Regions from separate parts of the Sus scrofa genome. Here region 2 is linked to region 1. The links are chromatin contacts, called in public HiChIP or PLAC-seq maps. All regions are on one chromosome and are shown on one strand. Each heading gives the region's core, a stretch centred on a gene start, on an enhancer-like site or on the middle of the called end of the contact. The rest is flanking DNA. Distances are from core to core; before and after follow the strand shown. Region 1 has its middle 77 kb from the start of MBP. Region 2 has its middle 28 kb from the start of MBP.

What was found. HiChIP or PLAC-seq counts read pairs in DNA pulled down with a chosen protein or histone mark.
Region 2: an H3K27ac HiChIP or PLAC-seq map of alveolar macrophages shows a contact between it and region 1. The contact joins two enhancer-like sites. A contact is called at or near these places in 1 of 5 promoter capture datasets (fetal liver), 16 of 47 Hi-C or Micro-C datasets (adipose tissue, alveolar macrophages, blood and 5 more) and 2 of 2 datasets of contacts at active chromatin or transcription factors (alveolar macrophages and skeletal muscle).

Annotation. Positions count from the first base shown.
Region 1 is chr1:147,570,380-147,575,037 of Sscrofa11.1, forward strand. No RefSeq gene overlaps it. Among named protein-coding and RNA genes, the nearest start is that of MBP, 77 kb to the right of the region's middle. Within about 2 kb of position 1,917, at least 9 of the 83 cell types and tissues checked have an H3K27ac peak or open chromatin away from gene starts, as enhancers often do. A contact at or near this core is called in alveolar macrophages and retroperitoneal adipose tissue, where this site is marked.
Region 2 is chr1:147,619,177-147,623,875 of Sscrofa11.1, forward strand. No RefSeq gene overlaps it. Among named protein-coding and RNA genes, the nearest start is that of MBP, 28 kb to the right of the region's middle. Within about 2 kb of position 2,060, at least 25 of the 83 cell types and tissues checked have an H3K27ac peak or open chromatin away from gene starts, as enhancers often do. A contact at or near this core is called in alveolar macrophages and retroperitoneal adipose tissue, where this site is marked.

The DNA of each region.
Region 1 (4,658 bases), core at 667-3,166:
GTGCCCTGATGAAAGGCACTTGCTGAAGGTGGAAAAGAGTAGAGACCAGTCTTTTTGGTGATTTTTTTCTATTTCCTTCTGAATTTCTAAATGCTAATTGGAGGTATGTTGAACTTTTAGTTTTCTAGGTTCTTTAAAAAATTGACAACCATTTCTGTACCCAGGTAGCATTTTTGACCACTTACAAATTGCCAGCTGTCTTCTGAAAATGCTATTTCACCTGATGAATCGTCCTGATGCCAGGGGATACCCTCCTTTGATATAACTACCCTATTATTATCTTCATTTGGGGGGGCAATGCCCATGGCATGTGGAAGTTCTTGGGCCAGGGATTGAACCCATGCCGCATCAGTGACAATGCCAAGTCCTAAGCAGCTAAGTCACCAGGGAACTCCTACTCTCATTTTCACTGACTAGGAAACCAAGGCACAGAGACTCACAGGTGCCTACAGGATTAAGTTCCAGGATCCTGCCACCAGCCCCTCTTTGCTGCCCTGCAGACTGACAGGACACCTTGCAAACCTCACAGAGCTGCCTTTGGTTTCTGTCTCTTTAAAATTCCACTGCTCCTGAGTGGCCACACCCAACAAAATATGCTTCCTCTACAGGATGATTGGACTGTCACATCTCTTTTAGTCACCCTGTCCTAACTTCCTCAGTGAAGTTGTCAGTAAGGAGAGTCAGTTTCCTAATTCCTTGGTACGATTTTTAGTAAGTAGTCATTAAGCACTACATAAAGGAGGACACTTCTATTGGTCCCTTGGAGCCACGGAAGGAAGCTTAAATCAGCCTGAGTTGGGGGCCCTAGGAGCTGGATTTAATGCACAGTAATTGTCAGCAGAGACCCTGATGGTCCTGCTGAGCAGAGAGGCTGGATGAGCAGGTTTCCAGTCTCTACCTTAACATGCAGCCACCAGGCTTTAGCCAGAGAGACAGAGCCAGTGGGAGATACACATGAGAGATGGATCGTGAGGAATTAGGGCTGGAGAGGCTGCCCAGGTAGGAGGCTGGAGCTCTCAGGTGTGAGCTGAGGCCTTGTCCAAAGGCAGAACCACCCTCATGTCAATAATTTAAAAATTCATAACTATACATCTGGACTCTGTGAATACCAGAGTAAATGTGAAGCTCTGTTATTTAAAAAAAAAAAATAGATGGATGCCTAGAGAATGAAGGTAAACAGACTTAGGTGAGGTATCTGGGATGTATAAAACATTCTCAAATTCAGCAAAACACAACAAACCACCTAGAAGAAAAAGATGTGAGTGACTAGGCTGGTCTAGTAAGACATGAAAAGATGCTTAACCCACTAGTTCTCAGGAAATTGAAAATCACAACATCGATGAGATAATTGTTCATATCCCTCGTGCTGGTGAAAAAAATTAAGTTCTGACTATATTGAGGGTTGGGGAAGATTTAGAGAAGTGAGAACTCACTTGATCATGAGTAGAATGCAAACAGGACCAGACACCTTAGAGAATAAGCCATAAAAGCTGAAGATGGATATTCCCTATGACCTCATTGTTTCACTCCTAAGTGTAGCCTCCAAAGAGAGCCTGGTCTGAGTGCCTAAGGCATATGCAAAGGTTGCTCACAGAAGCAATTAACATTTTTTTAAAATTTTGAGATAAATGTAGATTCACATGCAATTGTGAAAAATAATACTGAATGATCCATATAGTAACGTCTTGCAAAACTCTAGTCCGAATCACAACCGGGAAATTAACACTGAGAGCCCATCAACCATGTTGGGATTTCAGATTTCACCAGCTTACGTGCTCCCACGTGTCTGTGTGTAGTTTTATGTAATTTTCTCACGTGTGTAGAATTGTGTGACTACCCACAGGTAGGACAGTTCCATTACAGGCTGCCCTTTATGGCCACAGACAACTTCCCCCTTCCCCCTCCCTACGCCCTTGGCAACCACTGATCTGTTCCTCATTTTCTATAATTTCATCACTTTTTGAATGCTATATAAAGGGACCCATGCAATATGCACCCTTTTTTGATTAGCTTTTTTCTCTAAATGAAATTCTCCAAGTTCTTGAGTGTACTAGCAGCTCATTCTTTTGTGTTGCTGAGTAATATTCCTTGGAGTCGATGCTCTGCCCTCCATAGTTTTTTGGTTTTAACCATTCACCCTTTGAGTGAATGTTTGGGGCTATTTGAGTAAAGCTGTTGTGATCATCCTTATACATGGTTTCTTGTGAACATAGTTTTCATTTCTCTGGGATAAATGCCCAGGAGTTCCACTGCTGAGTCATATCCTGAAAGCATGTTCCATTTTATAAGAAAGTGCCCCACTCTTTTCCGGAATGGCTGGACCATTTTACATCCCCCCAGCAGGTGCGAGTGATCTGGGATCTCCAGGATAGCATCTGGCATTGTCATTGCTTCATTTGAGCTGTTCTAGCAGGTGTGCAAAGATGCTTCAGTGTGATTTTCATCTGCTTTTCCCTCGCGGGCAAAGATGCCAGTCTTTTCACATGTGCGTTTGCCATCTGTATATCCACAGGTGAGCGGCTTGATCTTGTCTTTGCCCGTTTCCTAATTGGATTATTTGGTCTTGTTAATTCCTTGTATGTTCAAGATAACAGTCCCAGTGGTTTGCCGTTAATCTGTCAGTTTAGCTTGTCTTCAGCTTCTCCACAGGGTCTTTTGCAGAGAGAATATTTTTTATTTCAATGAGATCCAGTTTACTAATTTTTTTCCTTTTATGGTCTGTGAGTGGGTGTAAAAATACAAGAACCCTTCACCTAGCCTGAGTCTGGAAGATTTTCTCCTGTTTTTTTTTTCCCCCGTACAAGTTTTATATTTTTATGCTTTACGCTGAAGTCTGTTCTCCATTTTGTGTTAATTTTTGTACAAGGGGAGAGGTTTGGGTAGAGGATTTTGGTTTTGTTTGGGTTTTGTTCCTACTTAGGAGTGTGACATTGTTCCATGGCTGTTTGGTGTAGGCCAGCAGCTGTACCTCCAACTCAACACCTCTGTATGCTGTGCATGAGGCCCTAAAAAGACAAAAAAGGAAAAAATAATTAAAAAATTAAAAGGATAGAGATTGGAAAGGAAGAAACAATACTTTCCCATTTACAGATGCACGAGTGTCTGCAAGAGGTTAGACTTCCTGTCACAAGAAGTCTAACCCCAACATCTCCTGGACTTGTGAGGAAGTTCACCAAGGCCTCAGGACACACATCAACACACAAAAGTCTTCTACATTGGTATCTGCCAACAACAAACATGTAGAAACTGAAGCTAAAATATGACGCCATTTAAAATGACTCCAAAGCAAAGGACATACTTAGGTATACCCTAAAAACACCCCGCTGAGTCAGAATCTGTGTGCTTAAAAAGACAAAACACCGATGAAAGAAACAAAAGATTAACCTGTGATCATGGCATGGAAGATCCCACACAGTAAAACTGTTCATTCTCCCCAAGTATGTCTATAGATCTGATGAAATTCCTATCAAAATTCCACCAAGGGTTTTGTAGACATAGACAAGCTTATTCTCAAATGTATGGATTGACGTGGGAGCTCGAACAGCTAACAGGACTTTGACAGGGAAGAAAGAAGTGGGGGGAATTGCTGTCCCTGGTGGTAAGGTTTACCCTCTGGCCACAGTAACGAGGACAGGGTGTCCTGGTGGAGAGACAGACACCTCCGTCAAGGGGACGGACCAGGGAACCCAGAGATAGACGCACATACATATATGGACACAATCTTTGACAAAGAATCTAAAGCAATTCTAGAGAGGAAGGATTATCTTTTCTGTTGTTCTCCTGCTTTTGGTTTCACTGGTTTCTGTTCTTTACTAGTTCCTTCCTTCTACTTTCTTCAGATATATTTAGCCTTTTTTATAAAAGTTTAATAGGTTAAACCTCAGATTATTGAGTTGAGACCTTTCTTCCTTTCCATGTCAGCATTTTAGCCCTATAAATTTCCCTCTTGGCACTACCCTGGCTTTGCCCATGTATTTTTTTTTTCCCCAAACTGTTTTAATGTTTATTAAATCGAGATTGAATGTGTCTAAGATCAGGTGAAAAAATGAACAAAATATGGTTAAGGTTCGATGGTTGATGGCTCCTAGTGAGTGAGAGAGCTGAGATTCAAGCCTGAGCTCTGCTCAGGCTCTGCATGGTGTTGGTCAGGTGGCAGCACAGGTCAAAATCAAAGCAATAGCATTGAGTGGAAAACAGCCAAGCTGCACATGAATAAATATAGCATCATTCTGTTTATTGAAAACTTTTAAATACACAAAAGAACACTACATGCTGTGATTACATGCAGATGTAATAAATACAGAAATCATGCAAATCGGGCTGTCTGCCAGCCCCGGGAAGCTGCTTACCTGTGTCAAGGGAGGGAGGGGTTTGTACGAAAGGGAGTTTGCTTTAATTTGAAACATATTTTAGGATTTTAGACAAAGAAGAGAATGTGTCACTTTTTTCAAAGGAAACTAAACCAGCCATGAATCATTTTCTGTACCATTTGTCATAATCAATCATTTATATTACAAATAAGTAAGCTGATGCTTATTTGGGGGCGGGGGAATGACACTAAAGATAATGAAATGATGGGAAAGCTGGGCAGGTGAATAGCCTCAAAGAAGAACCTGGAAATAGGTTGGGGTGAAGTTACTAAAATTAGGTAAAGGCAA
Region 2 (4,699 bases), core at 810-3,309, 49 kb after region 1:
ATGACTTTAAGATTAAATCTGCCCCAGAGTTCCCATTGTGGCTCAGCAGATTAAGAATGCAATTTGGAGTTCCCGCAATGGCTCAGTGGTTAACAAATCTGACTAGGAACCATGAGGTTTCGGGTTCGATCCCTGGCCTTGCTCAGTGGGTTAAGGATCCAGCATTGCCGTGAGCTGTGGCGTAGGTTGCAGACGCGGCTCGGATCCCATGTTGCTGTGGCTCTGGCGTAGGCCAGCAGCTACAGCTCCGATTAGACCCCTAGCCTGAGAACCTCCATATGCCACAGAAGTAGCCCTAGAAATGACAAAAAGACGAAAAAAAAAAAAAAAAAAGAATGCAACTAATATCTATGAGGACGAGGGGTCGATCCCTGCGCTCGCTCAGTGGGTTCGAATATCCAGCATTTGCCATGAGCTGACACTGCTGAGTCACAGCACAGGGGAAGTGTGACCATGAGTGGGGGTGGCCAGGATGCCTTCTGGATGCCATTGATCTGTGCTCTGCAATGAGCTTTAGTGTAGGATTTGGTGTTGCTGTGGCTGTGGTGTTGGCTGGCCGCTGCAGCTGTGATTCAGCTCCTAACCTGGGAACTTCTGTATGTTGCAGGTGCAACCATAAAAATTTTTTTAAAAAAAGAAAGATTAAATCTGCCTCTAAACTTCTAAAAGAAAGGTGTCTTTAGTCCCATGTTCCAAGTACACTTGTATATAAACATGTAAAAGAAAATGACAAAATAGAAATGTCCACTTTTAGGTTCTATATATGAATAGAAGTAAGTTTTAGATTTTTTTTTACTAAACTTACTTGTTTTTAAAGCAAGCATCATCTTTATGATTATTCTCCAGGTTAACTGCCTTTAGGATTATTCATAACAATGTCAGCCATTCTTTCACCATCAGATACACACACACACTATATATGTGTGTGTGTGTGTGTGTATGTGTATATATATGCGTGTATATAACACTTCTATGATATAACATGAAAAAGATCTATTGTAAGCTTTTTCCTTAAATTATCAACATTGTATAATTCCTGAAGTACTTTCAAAGGCAGCCCTCTTTAACCTTCTCAATCAGATATTCAATTTGGAGAATTTTTTTTATTAGCTAGAGTTGAATTCAAAAACCAATGGAAATGCAAAATTTCAATCATGTCACAGAGTTAGATTTGTCTTTTATGCCACGAGCCAACTTCTGCCTGTCGAGTCTTTGTGTCTTCACAGGGCCTTGATCATTAAGAGAGGCTCAGATACCTGCTGAGCGAAGGTACCTCTCACGTGCCAAGCTCTCAGCCCATCAGCGTGAACAGGGGGCAGTTCCCTAGTCGGCACCTTCAGGGCGTGTCCAGCTGACACTGCTGAGTCACAGCACAGGGGAAGTGTGACCATGAGTGAGGGTGGCCAGGACGCCTCCTGGATGTCACTGATCTGTGCTCTGTAATCCTGACTCATACAGACACAGGGCCATGAGCCGTCAGGCATCTGCCTTTGAACTTCATAACCTCGCACTCCTCGTGCTTTCCTGGGGCCCAGAGCCACCCGGTCTAGAGGTGCGGAGTGATGAGGAGAAATGAAGGGAACATAATCTTGGCTATCAAACTAGACTGTGTAATCTTGGAGGAAATATATGAGAATTCTTTTAAAATTCTCAAGTGTTACAGGAATGTCACTCTAGTAAAATCAGCAGCCCCCTCCCTCTTTACAAAAAAGTCTTTTCCTGGCTGGACAGAAATTTCCCAAGTATAAGAAGAAACCACGCTTTCGTGATTAAGTCATCAGCGGCCATTTGATGATGCTCCTCGTGTCATTTTGTCCCTGTGTTGGGAGAATCGGGGTATGTGAGGGATGTGGGCCATCAGTCCTTCCCTGACCCATGTCTGTAGGACACATGGACCCAGGGTCTTGGTGGTAGTCAGAGAGCTGCTTTGTGAGAGTTCTGCTGGGGGTCCCGAGTGGGGACTGAACTGGAACATTCGGGGAGCTCAAGATCACCCTGACCGCAGCACAGGTGCCCGGGTCTCTGACTCACTCACTGCCTGCCTGAAACCCTGAGTTGCACAACTCAAACCAGGGAAGTCTCCCCATGTCTGGTGGAGGCCAGAGGCAGTTGCTTAGCAACACACTCAGATGTTTTATTTACTTTTTCATTTCATGGGAAGTTTTCACAGAAGGAGGATTCATTAGAGCACACTTGTAAATCTCTTTCTATCTTTTCTTTTCTGGCTGCAGGCAATCATACTCCAGACTGGCTACCCAGTTAGCCAAAGAGGAAAAAAATATTTTAGGCCTCGGGCTTTGGGAAACCAGGGTGTTTGGCAACTGGATAGTTACTGAGCTTCTTTTGAGCTTCACACCCACACCCACACCCTCGGCACAAGGTATCCTTGTCACTGGAAATCCAGTCAGGATAGAGGGCGAAGTTCACCCACCACCCTGCAGAGCTGGTCACAGGGCTGAAACAAGGGCAGGTAATTCAGCTGAGGTGAGCGGAAGCCTTAGGTCTTCCTAATTATACCCACAAAGGAGGGAGTCTCCAAAAGAGGGCACCCCACTCTTTCCAGAGCAGCTGTGCTTCCTTCCAGGTGTGACCCACATCTCAAAAGTCAGGACAGAGGTACAAGGACCTGTCACCTTGGATGAACACTGGTACAACTCCACGGGGTCATAGGGTCATGGGAACGTGACCTTGATGCTTCATGTCACAACACTTTACATGCCTAAGCCATTGAAGGGAAGGGCAAAATCTTATGGAAAATTACTAGTTCATTGCTCAAACAGTGGAGCTAGAATTGGCCATGGTTCATGTTAAAGGGGAAAGTATTCATAGTAGGAACATTTAAGTATACGTATAACACTTAAAGTGTAATATATGTTAGATACACAATGCATATTATATAATATATATTTGAGTAGATAGAAATATATATATGTATATATGTATGCCTTGCTCATAAGGCTTGAGTTAGCTTACAATAAGACACACAGGAAACAAAATATAAAACAACATCAAGTGTAGATGAGGTAAAGTAAGGCTGCACGTACATCTGTCAACATTTCAACAATGGCTGTAGGTGAACTTGACCTTTAACTGGAGCCTCCCAGCAGCCTGGTGGAAAATGAACTCTCTTCAGCTTCTCTTTTACATGGGCTGGGGGAGCACAGCCACTCCCTCCATGTCAGCTGTGTGGTTTAGGGATGTACTTGCTTATCTTTCTGTGATGTGGTTTGCTCTCAAGCATGAAGGGCTGATGGCAGACCTGCCCGTGAGTAACATACGAGCTGACACACGTGGGTTCACAGGACCCTGCCATCGGCCACAGTGAGTGTTGGCTGTTGCCGTCAGACACCTGTCTGCGTGCTCCTCCAGGGAAGCAAAGCCACAGTTAACAAACTGCAAGAACTTTTCCCTGTTCCGATTTTTATCACAGATGATCACATGGTGGCCAGTGACCTCGAGATATTTTTTTAGCAAATTAGTGATTTATTCCACATGCAAATGGTAATAAACTGGATAATAAGCTTCCTTACAGCTCAGCCCATTCAAGGCCCACATCCCCACCTATGACCTTGTGTGCCTTTCCCGCCACAGCCAAGGCAGCATGGTGTCCTGTGGCTCCAGCTTCAGGGCAGGCACCCCTTCGTGGTGGGAGGGCCTCTGAGAACGCATGCAGCCTCAGATAACGCGGCCAAGTCAGAAGGAGACTCTCTGCCAGGACAGATATTTCCCCTGAGAATTCTCACATTAGCCTTTAAAAAAAAAAAAAAAAAAAAAAAGTTGGATTTTTTTGTTTCCAAGACACTTCCTGGAGGGAGTCTCTTTGAGATCTATTTCAGGTAATATTTAAAATATTCCAGGAGTTCCCGTTGTGGCGCAGTGGTTAACAAATCTGACTAGGAACCATGAGGTTGCGGGTTCGGTCCCTGCCCTTGCTCAGTGGGTTAAGGATCGAGCGTTGCTGTGAGCTGTGGTGTAGGTTGCAGACGCGGCTCGGATCCTGCGTTGCTGTGGCTCTGGCGTAGGCCGGCCGCTACAGCTCCGGTTAGACCCCTAGCCTGGGAACCTCCATATGCCGCGGGAGCGGCCCAAAGAAATGGCAAAAAGACAAAAAGATTAAAAAAATGAAAAAATAAAATAAAATAAAATAAAATATTCCGATACCTGGATTGAGTTACAAAATGCAAAATGCTGTTTCCACTCAGTAAGGACCACAGGCAACTTCGTCTTTCCTTGCAGACCCCTCTTTAACTGTCCCTCCCAAATATAATCAGCTTCCTTCAAAAAGGATTGTTGCACAACTTTTCCTGAGAATATTTGACGGCTGCCTTAATTTATTGCTAATTATTACTCAATTGCTGCCTGAGGCCTGTTATTCACATCTAGACATGTGAAAGGATCAACACTGTGTGAGTGGGGTGGAGAAAAAAGCCACAGAGTCAAAACCACAAGTCGAGGAGTTCCTGTTGTGGCTCAGTGATAACGAACCCAACTAGGATCTGTGAGGACGCAAGGTTCAATCCCTGGCCTCATTCAGTGGGTTAAGGACCCGATGTTGCCAGGAGCTGTGGTGTAGGTCACAGACACAGCTTGGTCCCACGTTGCTGTGGCTGTGGTGTAGGCTGGCAGCTACAGCTCCGATTGGACCCCTAGCCTGGGAACCTCCATATGCTGCAGGTGGGGTTCCCCCCCAAAAAAAAAA